Linked DNA regions of Mus musculus: regions 2, 3 and 4 are each linked to region 1. Evidence: chromatin contacts called from public ChIA-PET, HiChIP or PLAC-seq and Micro-C data. All regions are on one chromosome and are shown on one strand. The core of a region is the stretch at or near the end of the contact, and the rest is flanking DNA. Distances in the headings are between cores, read along the strand shown.

Evidence for each region. A called contact is a pair of places that touch in the nucleus more often than the background predicts. ChIA-PET counts read pairs in DNA pulled down with a chosen protein or histone mark. HiChIP or PLAC-seq counts read pairs in DNA pulled down with a chosen protein or histone mark.
Region 2: a contact with region 1 is called in a FOXA1 HiChIP or PLAC-seq map of pancreatic cancer cells. The contact joins the enhancer-like site here to the promoter of Pkp4 in region 1. A contact is called at or near these places in 6 of 39 promoter capture datasets (cancer-associated fibroblasts, cranial neural crest, embryonic stem cells and 3 more), 4 of 484 Hi-C or Micro-C datasets (the N1E-115 cell line, cortical neurons, stem cell-derived neural progenitor cells and 1 more), 12 of 115 datasets of contacts at active chromatin or transcription factors (astrocytes, bone marrow-derived macrophages, craniofacial prominence and 7 more) and 1 of 9 other capture datasets (embryonic stem cells).
Region 3: a Micro-C map of embryonic stem cells shows a contact between it and region 1, with 4 times the contacts expected there. The contact joins the promoter of Tanc1 here to the promoter of Pkp4 in region 1. A contact is called at or near these places in 4 of 484 Hi-C or Micro-C datasets (CD4 T cells and embryonic stem cells) and 1 of 115 datasets of contacts at active chromatin or transcription factors (pancreatic cancer cells).
Region 4: an RNA polymerase II ChIA-PET map of memory CD8 T cells shows a contact between it and region 1, with 3 times the contacts expected there. The contact joins the promoter of Dapl1 here to the promoter of Pkp4 in region 1. A contact is called at or near these places in 10 of 39 promoter capture datasets (the 3T3-L1 cell line, 3T3-L1-derived adipocytes, cranial neural crest and 5 more) and 3 of 115 datasets of contacts at active chromatin or transcription factors (embryonic stem cells and memory CD8 T cells).

What each region holds. Positions count from the first base shown.
Region 1 is chr2:59,159,414-59,162,318 of GRCm38.p6, reverse strand. Pkp4 (plakophilin 4) reads right to left here and starts at 1,469. Exons shown (of 22, transcript NM_026361.2): 1 at 1,191-1,469. It overlaps Ccdc148 (coiled-coil domain containing 148), which reads left to right and starts at 1,636. Exons shown (of 15, transcript NM_001372501.1): 1 at 1,636-1,972.
Region 2 is chr2:58,681,728-58,684,632 of GRCm38.p6, reverse strand. It overlaps a transcript of Upp2 not described here. Among named protein-coding and RNA genes, the nearest start is that of Upp2, 72 kb to the left of the region's middle. Within about 2 kb of position 1,487, at least 1 of the 459 cell types and tissues checked has an H3K27ac peak or open chromatin away from gene starts, as enhancers often do. A contact at or near this core is called in pancreatic cancer cells, where this site is marked.
Region 3 is chr2:59,610,578-59,613,482 of GRCm38.p6, reverse strand. Tanc1 (tetratricopeptide repeat, ankyrin repeat and coiled-coil containing 1) reads right to left here and starts at 1,441. Exons shown (of 27, transcript NM_198294.3): 1 at 1,287-1,441.
Region 4 is chr2:59,483,168-59,486,072 of GRCm38.p6, reverse strand. Dapl1 (death associated protein-like 1) reads right to left here and starts at 1,420. Exons shown (of 4, transcript NM_029723.3): 1 at 1,307-1,420. The coding sequence starts at 1,364.

The sequences.
Region 1 (2,905 bases), core at 220-2,719:
CTAAAAGATGTTGGCTGCAAGCTTACTCAAGAACATTCGGCCCTGTCTCTGCTGGTATTCAGAAAACCCTGGTTAAAAAAAAAAAAAAAAAAAAAAACCACGCACTATCCAAATCTTGCAAAAGCAAACTTGCCAAGAGCCTTCTGCAACGATCAATAATAACCTTGGGTACACTGACACCTAAATTCACGGTCCTGGAGACCAATGCAGCAAAAAATCCAGAACCATAGGCTGGAGCCCCAAGAAAACTACCGCGCTTCCCTCTCCACCGCCCTCTGCCGCAGGGAGAGAAGCGGAGGCAGGAGAGTGAACGAGGCTTACCAGCTCTGAAGATGCGCCGTGACCTCTGGCTACGCGGCGAGATCAGGGCCGGGAAGGCGCTAGTGCGGCCGCGGCCCGTGCGGACTCTGTCCCTGGTGCATTCCTTGCATTCCAGCACAATCTGTCGCCAGCCTACAAGCTGGCAGCGCGCGTCGCCCGTTGGACGCACACACCTGCCTATCGCGGCGCCCGGAGCAACCGCGGCGCCTCCGCTGCCCGCGCTCGCCGGGTGTCGCACTCAGTCACTATGCCGCCAAAACCCGGTCCCGCCGCTCGCCCTCTCGTTTCCCAAGGAGTAAGAGGGGACAGGGACCCACGACCCTCCGTTGGGTGCAGCTGCTCGCTCTAACTCCTGGCAGCGCGAGGAGGCAGTGCGGCGCGGGAGGGCAGCCTGGAGCCTTAAGGCTGGGGCGCCCGCTAGGGAGGAGCGTGCGGTTTGCAGCTGCAAGCTGGGAGCCCTGGACCCTCCGGGCGGTCGTCACGGGCACCAGCGCTGCTCTGGGGGCCCGGGCGACACGCCGGGCGAGCGTGGGAGGCACGGCTGGCGGTTGCTTCGGTGGAGCGAGGGACGGACACACAGACGGCCGGTCCCGGGCACGACGGCGCGCGGGAGCCTCGGGGCTCAAGTTCGAGAAGCGGTGGCGCGGTGCGGGAGGAAAAGCGGCCGCGCCGAGCTGTGCGGGGCAAAGTTGTGCGCCGCCGGGGGGAGGGGAGAGGCGGGCGGGATGGCGGAGCACGCGGCGGGGACCGAGAGATCCGAGCCAGGGAGCCGCGGGGGGCGCCTGGCCGCCGCCAGGTCCCGGCTCGACGCGCTCTGGGCAGCTAGCACCCCAGAGCCCCGAGCCCTCCCGCCAGCCCCGCGCACTTACTTTCCAGCTCAGGCGGAGGCCGTCGTCGCTCCAGGGACCAGGGACATCCACGCCGAAGGGTCGCCGCTGCGGCACCGGAGCAAACTGGCCGAAGTGCGGCAGCCTCGCCGCTGCCCTCCCCTCCCTCCCCTCCCGCCCCCTCCCCCGAAGAGGCTCTCCCACCACCCCGGTGGCGGCGGCAGCTCGCCTCTACCCCGTGCCCATAGTGCCGCCGCCGCGGCCGGCGTCCACGCGCACTCAGCCCCGGAGCCCTCTAGACTGCTCAGAGGCCGCCGCCCCGCCGCCAGCCCGCCCGCCCGCCCGGCCAGTCCCGGCACCCGGGAACGTCAGCACGCTGCCGTCCCCAGACAGGCTCCGCGCCCGCCCCATTGGGCGGAAGGAGAGGGCCGGCCCTCCCCATTGGCCCGGCCCTCATATTGAACGAGCCAATGGGAGCTGCGGTTTCAGGTCGCCATGGAGACCGATGCTGTTAAGAGCTAGAGGGCCAGGAGAAGGTGGGGAGTGAAGATGAAGGTGTCTGTAGCCTCCGGCGCGGGAGGGGGTGGGGGGAAGGAGTATTAGGGGATTCCCGGGAGAGGGCTCTGAAATCGGGCGGGTCTTGCTTTTGAGTATTGCCAAGACTCTGCATGGTAGGGCTTGTCCCCAGCGTCAAAGGCAGAAACAACTGAGCCCCCGGACTTCTACTTTACATTGAAAGCTCAGGAGTGGGCGTTTCATTTTTCCTGCATCTGGGGAGCATGCGAGGCTATATGCATTTTGACCTTTGAGATCTGTGCAGCCCGGTGAGTTTCCACTCCATTCCTTAAATCTCTGCTTCTTCCTGACGTCACAGGGTCACTTGAATTCTTTCTCCAACCACTCCCCCTTCCCTGAGTCTACATTTCCTCTGATTTTTGGTTCTTCCAGCCTATAACCCCTCCCAACGAAAACAGGATTTCTTGCACGTGGTATTTTGGTAAGGAAACTGAGTGGGGTTGTACTAAAGGACCAGCCCGCAACAGAATGAGTTCTCTGCTTCCCAAAACAGCAAGTCTGATCTCTCCTCCGCCCCTCCCTCTTGGACTATGTGCTTTCTGTGCTGAGCTTGGCAGGTGCATGCTCTTCCCAGTTTGTCTGAGGCTGGAGAAGTGCCAGAATTCATCCCAATGATTTCTCAAAAAGAAAAAAATAGATTACAAATGATGGATTTTTGCTTTCTGGCAGTTTTCCAGATTAATACTAAAATCGGTAAGGAAATGATGAATTGGGACAGGGGAGCATTCGCACCCAAATCTTGACCTTTAATAATGAGTGCTCTACTTTCATTTTAAATCATTTTGTGCTAGTTTGCTCGTGCTAATTATTTTTGATGAGTGATGTTCATAATTAGATGGTAGCTATTAATCTGGAACTTTTACACATGATATTGCTTCATAACATATTTTAAAAATAGTACCACTCTAGCATATAGCCACCGATGTATTCATGTTTCTTCTTTTGGTGGCTTTGTTATTTTCATAATATCCTCTTTAGTAAAAAGAAAAAAATATTATACTATCTCCCTTCACAATAAGGGATATTAATTTTCCTTGTTATATTTTGTGGGGAAAGCTGATAGGAATTTTACATTACAAATATTTTGTTGTGAGAAGCAGATTATTGTGTATGCAAGCTCTATATATCTAATTTACATTCTGAATTTTAATTGGGTGGCATGTTTTGGCTTTTATGCTATA
Region 2 (2,905 bases), core at 238-2,737, 480 kb after region 1:
CTGGCTTCCCTAAATCCACGATAAAAGACACACACAGCTTGTTACTTTACAATTTGCCTTCTCTGCACAATTTTTGGATGCAGATATCTCCTGCCTGGAAAAGTGTGACCTTACTAATTTATTATCTCCATTTCTCCACCTGCCCTAAACTTAGTGGCTGGTCCCACCTAGCCCCTGCCAAACACCCTTGGCCACCTGCCTGTAGCGGAGGTCACCACCCCAGCTTTCCCTGAGAGAGATCTCACATGGTTGCTGAGTTCTTTTTGCTCCAAAGCATGGCAGAAAGCTCCTCTGTCCATCCTCATGTCTTCCTCCCCCTCTCCCTGCCCCAGGACCCTGAAGTCCCACCTGTACTTTACATCCAGCAATTGCCCCCCCCCCCGGCCTTCTTTACTGACAAACCAAGAACCAATTGGGGAACAAGACCTTTGCATAAGAACCTCCCCTTACAAGGACCCAATGCTCATATTCTCTGGAGGACACAGAATTCAGTCACTGAAACTAGGCCTTTCCTGGACAACTAAACACACTGATATACACAGCTTGAACTTCTGAGTCTCAAAAAATAGAAGAACCAAATTCCTCCTCTTTGTAAATGACCAGCCTTCAGTATTTTATTGTAGTAACATAGATGGACTAAAATTCCTGAATATGAATGACTCCCCATCAATAGATACAAAGGAAAGTTTGGATCAACTTAGCAATATAAGCTGTAAGAAGTGTGGAAAGTATATGCTCATAATATTTAATTTATTAATTGATATTTAAATAATGCATTACATAACAATGTTTTCTAGAATAATTTTGTTTTTTTCTCTAAACACTAAGTAGGCTTGGCTGGCCTCAGACTCCCAGATCTGCCTGCCTTTGCCTTATGAATGCCCTAATGTGCCTCCATACCCAGAATGCGTTTGTTTGACTCTTAATGTCACTGTCTCTTTATCACAGTGGCTATGCTATGAGCACAATATGTCAGAAACATAGAAAGACATGTTTGTGTCTGTCCATGATGTCACAATTTATTGAATAATAATAAATTCACACAGCTTAAAGGTTTCAATGACTAATTTGTCATAAGTGCTGGCACTGTGTCAGAGGTAAATACATGTTCTTTATTCCAATCTAAATTACTAATATTAACTTTCATATTACAGAGAACATACACATATAACACACACACATGCATGTGCATACGCACGTATGTATGTATCTATGTATGTATATGCATATGTATGGTTTTGAGAATGAATATAAGTTAAAGAGGTCACTGCAGGGTTCAATCAGTTTCAAGATACTGAGGCAGAAAAGTACCAAAAGAGACCTGCTGGTAGACCTGTTAGTAGAGATACTGGAGTCAGGTTTGAGAGCCAAGCTGCAAAATTTGTCTACAAGGTGAAAGGCCAAACCCAGTCTAGAGCAGGAGATGGTGGGTCAAGTCCAAGTCCAGATGCATGACAGGGCAGATACCAAGCAGCTGAGTAAGCTATGTCAACAGGAGGGGACTGAGCTGAACCAGGCAATCAAGTTGATACATCCTGTTGGGATAGGGCCCTGCCATGGCAGTATTAGGTGTCTGTCACCTTCTGGGATCTAGGAGAGGGAGTCACATCTGTCCCCATTTTGGTGTGTCTATTAAATTCTCAGGTCTGGTTTTCCTAATAAAATTCTAAAATGCCCATGTGCCTGTAGGGCTTCATGTCTGCCTCGCTGCTGCTGGGGTGCCAGAGTACATCCAGCAAGTCTCTCAAGGGAGGCAAAACACAGTCCGTTGAAGGTGAGCCTGAGAGATGGTTCAGTGGTAGAGAGCACTGGCTGCCTTTCTGGAGGACTTGGGTTTCATTCCCAGCACCCACGTGGGGGCTCACACCAGTTACAATGGATCCCGTGACCACTATGGATAGTGCATACCCATAGCACACATATATACATCAGGCGCAACACCCACACACAGAAAATAAAGAAATATTAAAATCAAACAACCAAGATTCTGAAAATGACATTACCAGTCCACACAGCTTCTGCTTCAAAGGAAACATGACTGTAAAATAATTCACTGCTGCTCTAAAGTCTAAATACAAGAAAATTAATTGTGTTTGATCTTAGAATGGCAAACTTAGTTTAAATTAAGTATGCAATCTAATGTTACTAAACATTAGTTATTAGTTGTTTTAGGCTTGGACTCCTTTAAGGCAGCATCTCCTCAGATGTCTCCTGACAGGATTTCTGGCTACAGAAAAGGGAGTTTCCTGGGGGTAGGGGGTGGGGGTGGAGATGAGAATACACATTCATGCAAAGAAATGAAAATAACCATAACTGTAGTGGTTTGAATAAGAATGACCACCCCCCCCCCCATATACTCATGTATTTGAATGCTTGTCCGATAGGGAGTGGCACTATTAGAAGGTGTGGTCTTGTTGAAGGAAGTGTGTCACTGTGGAGGTGGACTTTGAGGTCTCAGATGCTTAAGCCCAGGCTCAGTGACACGCAGCACACTACCTTCAGATCAAGATATAGAGCTTTCAGCTCCTTCTCCAGTCCCATGTCTGCCTGCTGAGCTGGGAAGGGTGATTCAGCAGATTCAAGCCAGTGAGACACATTCACGAAGACAAGGCTTCTGCCTCGTGTGTGTGTGTGTGTGTGTGTGAGAGAGAGAGAGAGAGAGAGAGAGAGAGAGAGAGAGAGAGAGAGAGAGAGAGAGATGGTTTTAATTAAGAAGTCATTCAATCATCAATCAACCTCTTGCTTTTCGGTGACCCCGATGTATTTTACATTAAGCATGCTCAGCAGTGACAGGGCAGCTGGGAGGAGGCGAAGCCTCTGTGTGTCCTATGAAGCTCCCATCCCTGGTGCTGTGGATACAGCAATGGACAACTGTTTGCTCATGGACTTCCCACTGAGTCCCTGC
Region 3 (2,905 bases), core at 192-2,691, 450 kb before region 1:
CTGGCATTTCTAGAGTTCGCGACCTCAGCCACCCTGAGTCCTTTCCTGAAAGATCTTGAACCAGGAGCTAGCGGCGTCTGAACTCCTTTACAGGTTAAGACTCAGCCTGCCTTTACCTTTTAACCCGCCAGGACGCTACTCCGGGGGTCAAGTTCAAGATGAAGGTGCTCTCCTCACCACCCTGAGTTCACTCTGCAGGAAGCTGTATTACTCAGACCGGTCCCACTACTCCAGGCACAAGAATCTGGGGCTGCCAAGCCGGAGCCGAGGCAGCCTGAAGAAGACTGTCACAGCTCGGCGTCCTCCTCCCTCGGCCGCGGCACCGCGTTTCTTCTACCTGGCCATGGCCGCATTTCCTCCGGGAGCCTTTACACAATAAGTCAAGTAAGTTTTGGGAACTCCAGTCCAGAGATCTTGCTGACTGAAAACACGCTACACAATGCCCAGGGCTTCCTTCCCCGCCAGCCGTTCCGGAAAGCGGCCGCGCCGAACCCAAGGGCCCCCCCCCACACACACACACACACCCAAAAGTCCTCCAGGAAGAACCTGAATCCCCATAATGCCTCCAAAGTAACTACTCGTCGCCCAAGGACAAGGGGACTCGCAAACTTGACACGACCCTTCATTTAGCTGGCACTACTAAAAGGAAGAGAAAAAAAAAAAATCCTCAAGGTCTAATCCCAAATCATCACCCTATCACCAACACCACCAGGGAAAGAAATTGGCTTGCATCTGCGAGCCGCAGCCTGCAGGAGCGAATCACACACTTTCAGCTCACGGTGGGCGATACGATTCCCCACCCCACCCCCACCCCCGCTGAAGTTCTCCCGGGAACTTGGCGACCCGCGCGCGGCGACACTCAAGACCCCGCGGTGCCAGGCGCCCCGCCTGCACGTCCCCCTACTCCCCCCACCCAGGTGCCCGGCGCAGCCCAGGCCCTGTCTAGCCAAGGGACCGAAGAGGCGGGCAAGGGCCGGCTGGGAAAGTCCTGAGCGCCGCGTGATCCCAATGTCCCCCTAGCCCGGCTCTGCTGCAACCCGTTCCTCCGGGAGCGCAGGAAACGGCCTGCACCGACTCCCCGGCAGCGCCTAGCCCCAGGCCGGGAGCTCCGGCGTGCCTGCGCCTATTCCGGGAAAGCTCCCGCTGGGCCCGGCGGAGGAGGGGGCGTCCCGAAACTTTCCCACCAGCCTGGCTCTCGTTTCCCAGGCTGCTCTCCGGGACCCTTCCTTCCCCGCCCGCTGCGGACTCCCGGGGGCCGGCAGCGGCGCCCCGGCAGCGAGAGTTACCTGCCAGGAAAGTTTCCAGCTTTCGGCGCGGTTCCCACCCCGGGGGCCGAGCCTCAGGGCGCAGAGGGCTGGGCGCTTGGCGGCTGCGGCTCCTGCGGCTCCCGAGCCGGGCTCCCGCAGCTGCCACCGCGGAGGCAGCGCTCCGGCCCGTCCCCGCGCCTCGCTCGGCCCACACCGGGACCTCATTGGCAGCGCGAGTCCCCGCCCTTGCGCGTGTTCCGGAAGGCACCTTCCCTGTGCGCGCCCGCCGGGGCTGTGCCTCCCGCGCCCCTCCCGACCGGAGCTGCCCCGGCTCTGGGACCCGCTGGGGCGCCGCACGCCAACTTTCCTCCCGGCGCCTTCGCCCCCTCCTCACCCAGCATGTCCTCTGCGGGAAGCTAAGCTTTCCGGGAGAAGGTTGCTCCCCTGGGGCCTCGCCTGGACCCCAGTGGGACAGGATCAGAAGTGTGATTAGCCCTCTCCTCCTTTTTTTAGCCGTTTTAGAATCAGTAAAGTGGCTCGGCCTTCGGTCTGCGCTGCTCTCTGAAAGCATCCGAGGAGGACATATGGGAGCAATTAGCCAAGCTGAAGTTTCCGCGGATGCCTTAGGGTGGCTTTGTTGGCTTTTCTTCCCCTCGCTTAACTAAACACAAACAAATACACTTTCTTGTTCCAAAATGAGCTGAGAAAGATGGAAAGTGCATCTCGCCCATTGCACCTTTTTCTTTCTGGAAAGTTAAGTTGGGGTTGTTCCGGGGATCAGTGACTGCCCAGAGTCAGGGGCAGTCCTCCCTCCTCGAACTCTGTGGCTAGCAGTACTGTCTGGGCTAAGTACACTGGCCAGCGGCTAGCTTCCTTGTCAGGAGGAGGAGTCCTGGAGGAAGAACAGACAAAGATGCTATTATTAAGTAGGCTGGTGGCAGTAAATTAAACTCCCTAGTTCCCAAAATGTTTTGTTATTCCCAATAGAACAGAAGTTTGAAAATGGCCTAGGGAACTGGGAGACCTGGGTCCTCCACAACCTCCCAGGAATCCAGGCAGCCAATTTATATGTAGAAGGCTCAGCCCTCTCTATTCCCAAAAGCCCTTTGGGCCCCCTTTCTTTGCAGAAGGATCAACTAGAAATTCCAACAGGAATTGCACACAGGCCGCCCATCCGTGTAAGGAGAGTGAAGAATACAGAAGTTGCTATAAATGGGTTTATTGCCAACCCCTAACCTTTGCTGTGGCAAACCTGCCTTTAAAGACAACTGTGTTTTAAACAACTTTCCCTATAAAAACTTCAACCTCACATAGAGCTTCCCAATATAAAGATAGCTGCAAGAATGGTGTTTGCATTTAAAGTTCCTGTGAAAAGTGACAGGAAGCAAAAGGCTGCTCAATCTATCTCTCCATAATAAATAAAAGATGGTTCGAATGTGTTGGGTATTTTTCACTCGTATAGTCAAAGACCTGATTATCACTATATTTATAAGTATGCAGCGAACATATCCCAGCCTTTACTCAAGCAAATCATGACATGAATATTCAAAGCAAGTAAGGACTCCTGGTAAGCCAGGAAGGTCACAGACACCCCCTCCACCTCCAATGCTGGTTGTTAAAAACCAGGTTGGTGTTTGATTAACTTCTCTTGAAAAACA
Region 4 (2,905 bases), core at 171-2,670, 320 kb before region 1:
ATAAATAAAACTTTGCATCATTGAAAACTGGTTCAGACTTTAAATTAAAAAAAAAAAAAAGGTGATGGTGGTTGGGGGAAGACGAGCTGAAGGATGAAACCTCTTTGTTCTCTGGAGCTCAGTGGGAGAGCAAGCCTGCCTTCATCTCCATCCCAATTATCCCAAAGCCCTTATCTGCAGTGTCACAGTTCATAACAATTCATTGTCATGCCAGAGGCACTGTGACATGCTTGATAGAGTCATGGTGCGCTCTGTACACAGAGCAATTAGCAATCATTAGTGACAGGGACAGGAAGTTCCCCGGTGGTATCATTCAAACTCTCATTTAAGTTTAACTTTGTGCATGAATGTACTGTAGCAAATCGGATTTTTTAGTTGGATGGGAGTGGAGGCAGCAGAAGAGAGTGGTGGCATTTCTTTTTATCCATGCAATATATGAGTTCCTCTTCCAACAACGTGCCCGTTCGCTCCCAGACTCGTTTGCATCAAAACCTTTAAAATTTTAACATTAAAAACTGCTGAATCCAACTACAAGTGTGGAATGTCCGTAGACTGGCAAAGCAGACCGGCCATGGTGTGTAGAACGAGCCGGAAGACTCTGATTCTACTGGGCTGCCTTCTAGAAAGCTCTGGGTCTGTATCAGATCCTTGCCCTTTGCAAAGCCTGTGCCTGTCCTACCTGCCAGCAGCTAAGAGGCCTCCGCCTCCTCTTAGACCTGACAAAGAATTATACAAATAACTGGATTTGTAAATGGAGACAGGCAAGGACAAAGCAGCCAGGCTTTTGAGATGCCAGGGGAGAGGGATAGCAGTTGGAAGAATGTAAAACTGACTAAAAGTAGGCCTGTTCATGCTAGTCAAGCTATGTAAACATAGGCTTAGTTGCAGGAGAACCACTTTCTAGAGTCCACAGAGTTGACGTCAATAGCATGGATTTAAAAAAAAAAAAAAGGAAGGCTCTCTAGTTGTTAGAGCCCCTGCAGACAATGGGTGCTTATTAAAACCTGCTCCTCAGTTTATGGGTTGAGAGCATTGCCCAAGCCCAAAGACTCAAGAAGCAGAAACGGGGTACTGCTGTTCTCTTCATGGAAGTCAGTATGAGGTCAGCTAACCATGGGCATCTTGGAGAAAGGTAGGGCTCCCCAAGGTGGTAACCCCTAGGTGAGGGGTCACAACTAATCTACAACCATGGAGGAGCTCGGGCTGCTGGAAGTTAAAGCAACACTACTTCTGGGAGGATGGATGCCTCTCAGATGGAGTGTGGAAGCCTTTTTCGGTGGGAGCGAGGTCAGGTGGGGGAACCTACCTGCTGGGGCATACCGCCCTTTCAGCGGGGACGGCAGAACTTGTACTTCGTTTGCCATAGTGCCTGTGTGCCAGTGCCTTGCCGATGCTCTGAGGCTGAGTGCCAGTTGTAACTGGCTCATCTCACCTCACTAAGGCTTTATAGCTTCAGGGGGCGGGGCCCCTTGAGGGCATTGCTGAGCAACAACCAGGCTCATCATTAAGCTGCCCTGGAACCTGAGTCTCTTTGGCAAGCCTTCTCTTCTTTCGTTAGCCTGGGAAAGCCAGGTAGATGTTTACAGGACAGAGTGAGGTCTGAGGAGAGTGTAGAGAAGATCCAGTCTGGATGAATTCTTTCTTAACGTCAACGATTCTTCTCTCTGGTAAGAGCAGTGTTCCAGTGTGAGGTCCTTGTCACGTCCAGGGGTGTCACAATGGACAAGACAGAGTCTTTGCTTTAAGACATCTATAGTCTTTCTAAGAGACAATACAAGTGAGCACCTTTCCTTTCTAAGGGCTTCCCAGTGTTGAGCACTCATGCTAAGAAAAGAATTGCAGGTGTGGACAGAGACTTCTGTGCAAGTATAGTAATTATGTATTTCTTTTCTTTCTTATATTGTTTTATTTGTTTTAAAACAGGGCTCTTAAGAACTGAGCCACCTTTCCAGTCCTTTTGACTTCATTTCGAGACAGGGTCCTGTTAAGTTTCTCAAGCCAGCCCCAAACTTAGTCTTTTTGTCTCCACCTCCTCAGAGTTAGAATTATATGTACCTGTCATCACATCTACTATAAATATTCACCAAGCAGAGGCTTAGCTAAATTAAGATGTGATCAAGAGAATGCTGTGTAGTGCATATTCCAAATCATGTTTCAACTAATACTCATTGATGCAGAAATATCGGTGGTAATATAGTGAAATGGTAACCAATAGATGCAACTTTTTGCTAAGAACGTATGAGTTAAAGCATATTGCTGTACCTCCAGGGCCAACATTTAGCAGACAGTACTTGGACAAACTGTTCTTCCATCAAAAACTGCCCTTCGACTAGGCGTGACAGTATATGCCTTTAATCCCAGCACTTGGGAGGCAGAGGCAGGTGGATCTCTGTGAGTTCGAGGCCAGTCTGGCCTATGTAGAGAGACCCTGTCTCAAAAACAAACAAAACAAAACAAACAAACAAAACCCCTAAATGTTAATGATGATGTTAGAGCAATAGGAGCTTTTATACATGGTTATGAGAATACAAAAAAAGTAAAATGTTAGAAGTCAATTCAACATACTTAGCACATATTGTGCAACCAATAATCAAATTGCAGGGAATTCTAAGAGAAATAAAAACTTTTATACACAGAACCCTGTGTACAGATGTCTAGAGTACTTCTCTTCAAGAGTGAAAGAAGTTAAACACAACCCCAGAGCCCATTAAATGCAGAGTAGACAAACAGCTTGTGTTACATGCACACAACAACATACAACTCAGGAGTAGGAATGCTCTGTACAGAGGAACCCCAAAGACACTATGCAATATTAAGTATGCTAGATTAAAAAAATCAGAACATAGATCACGTTGCTTGCTGTATAATTTCATACATGATACAAGCTGGATGTGATGACTCACAC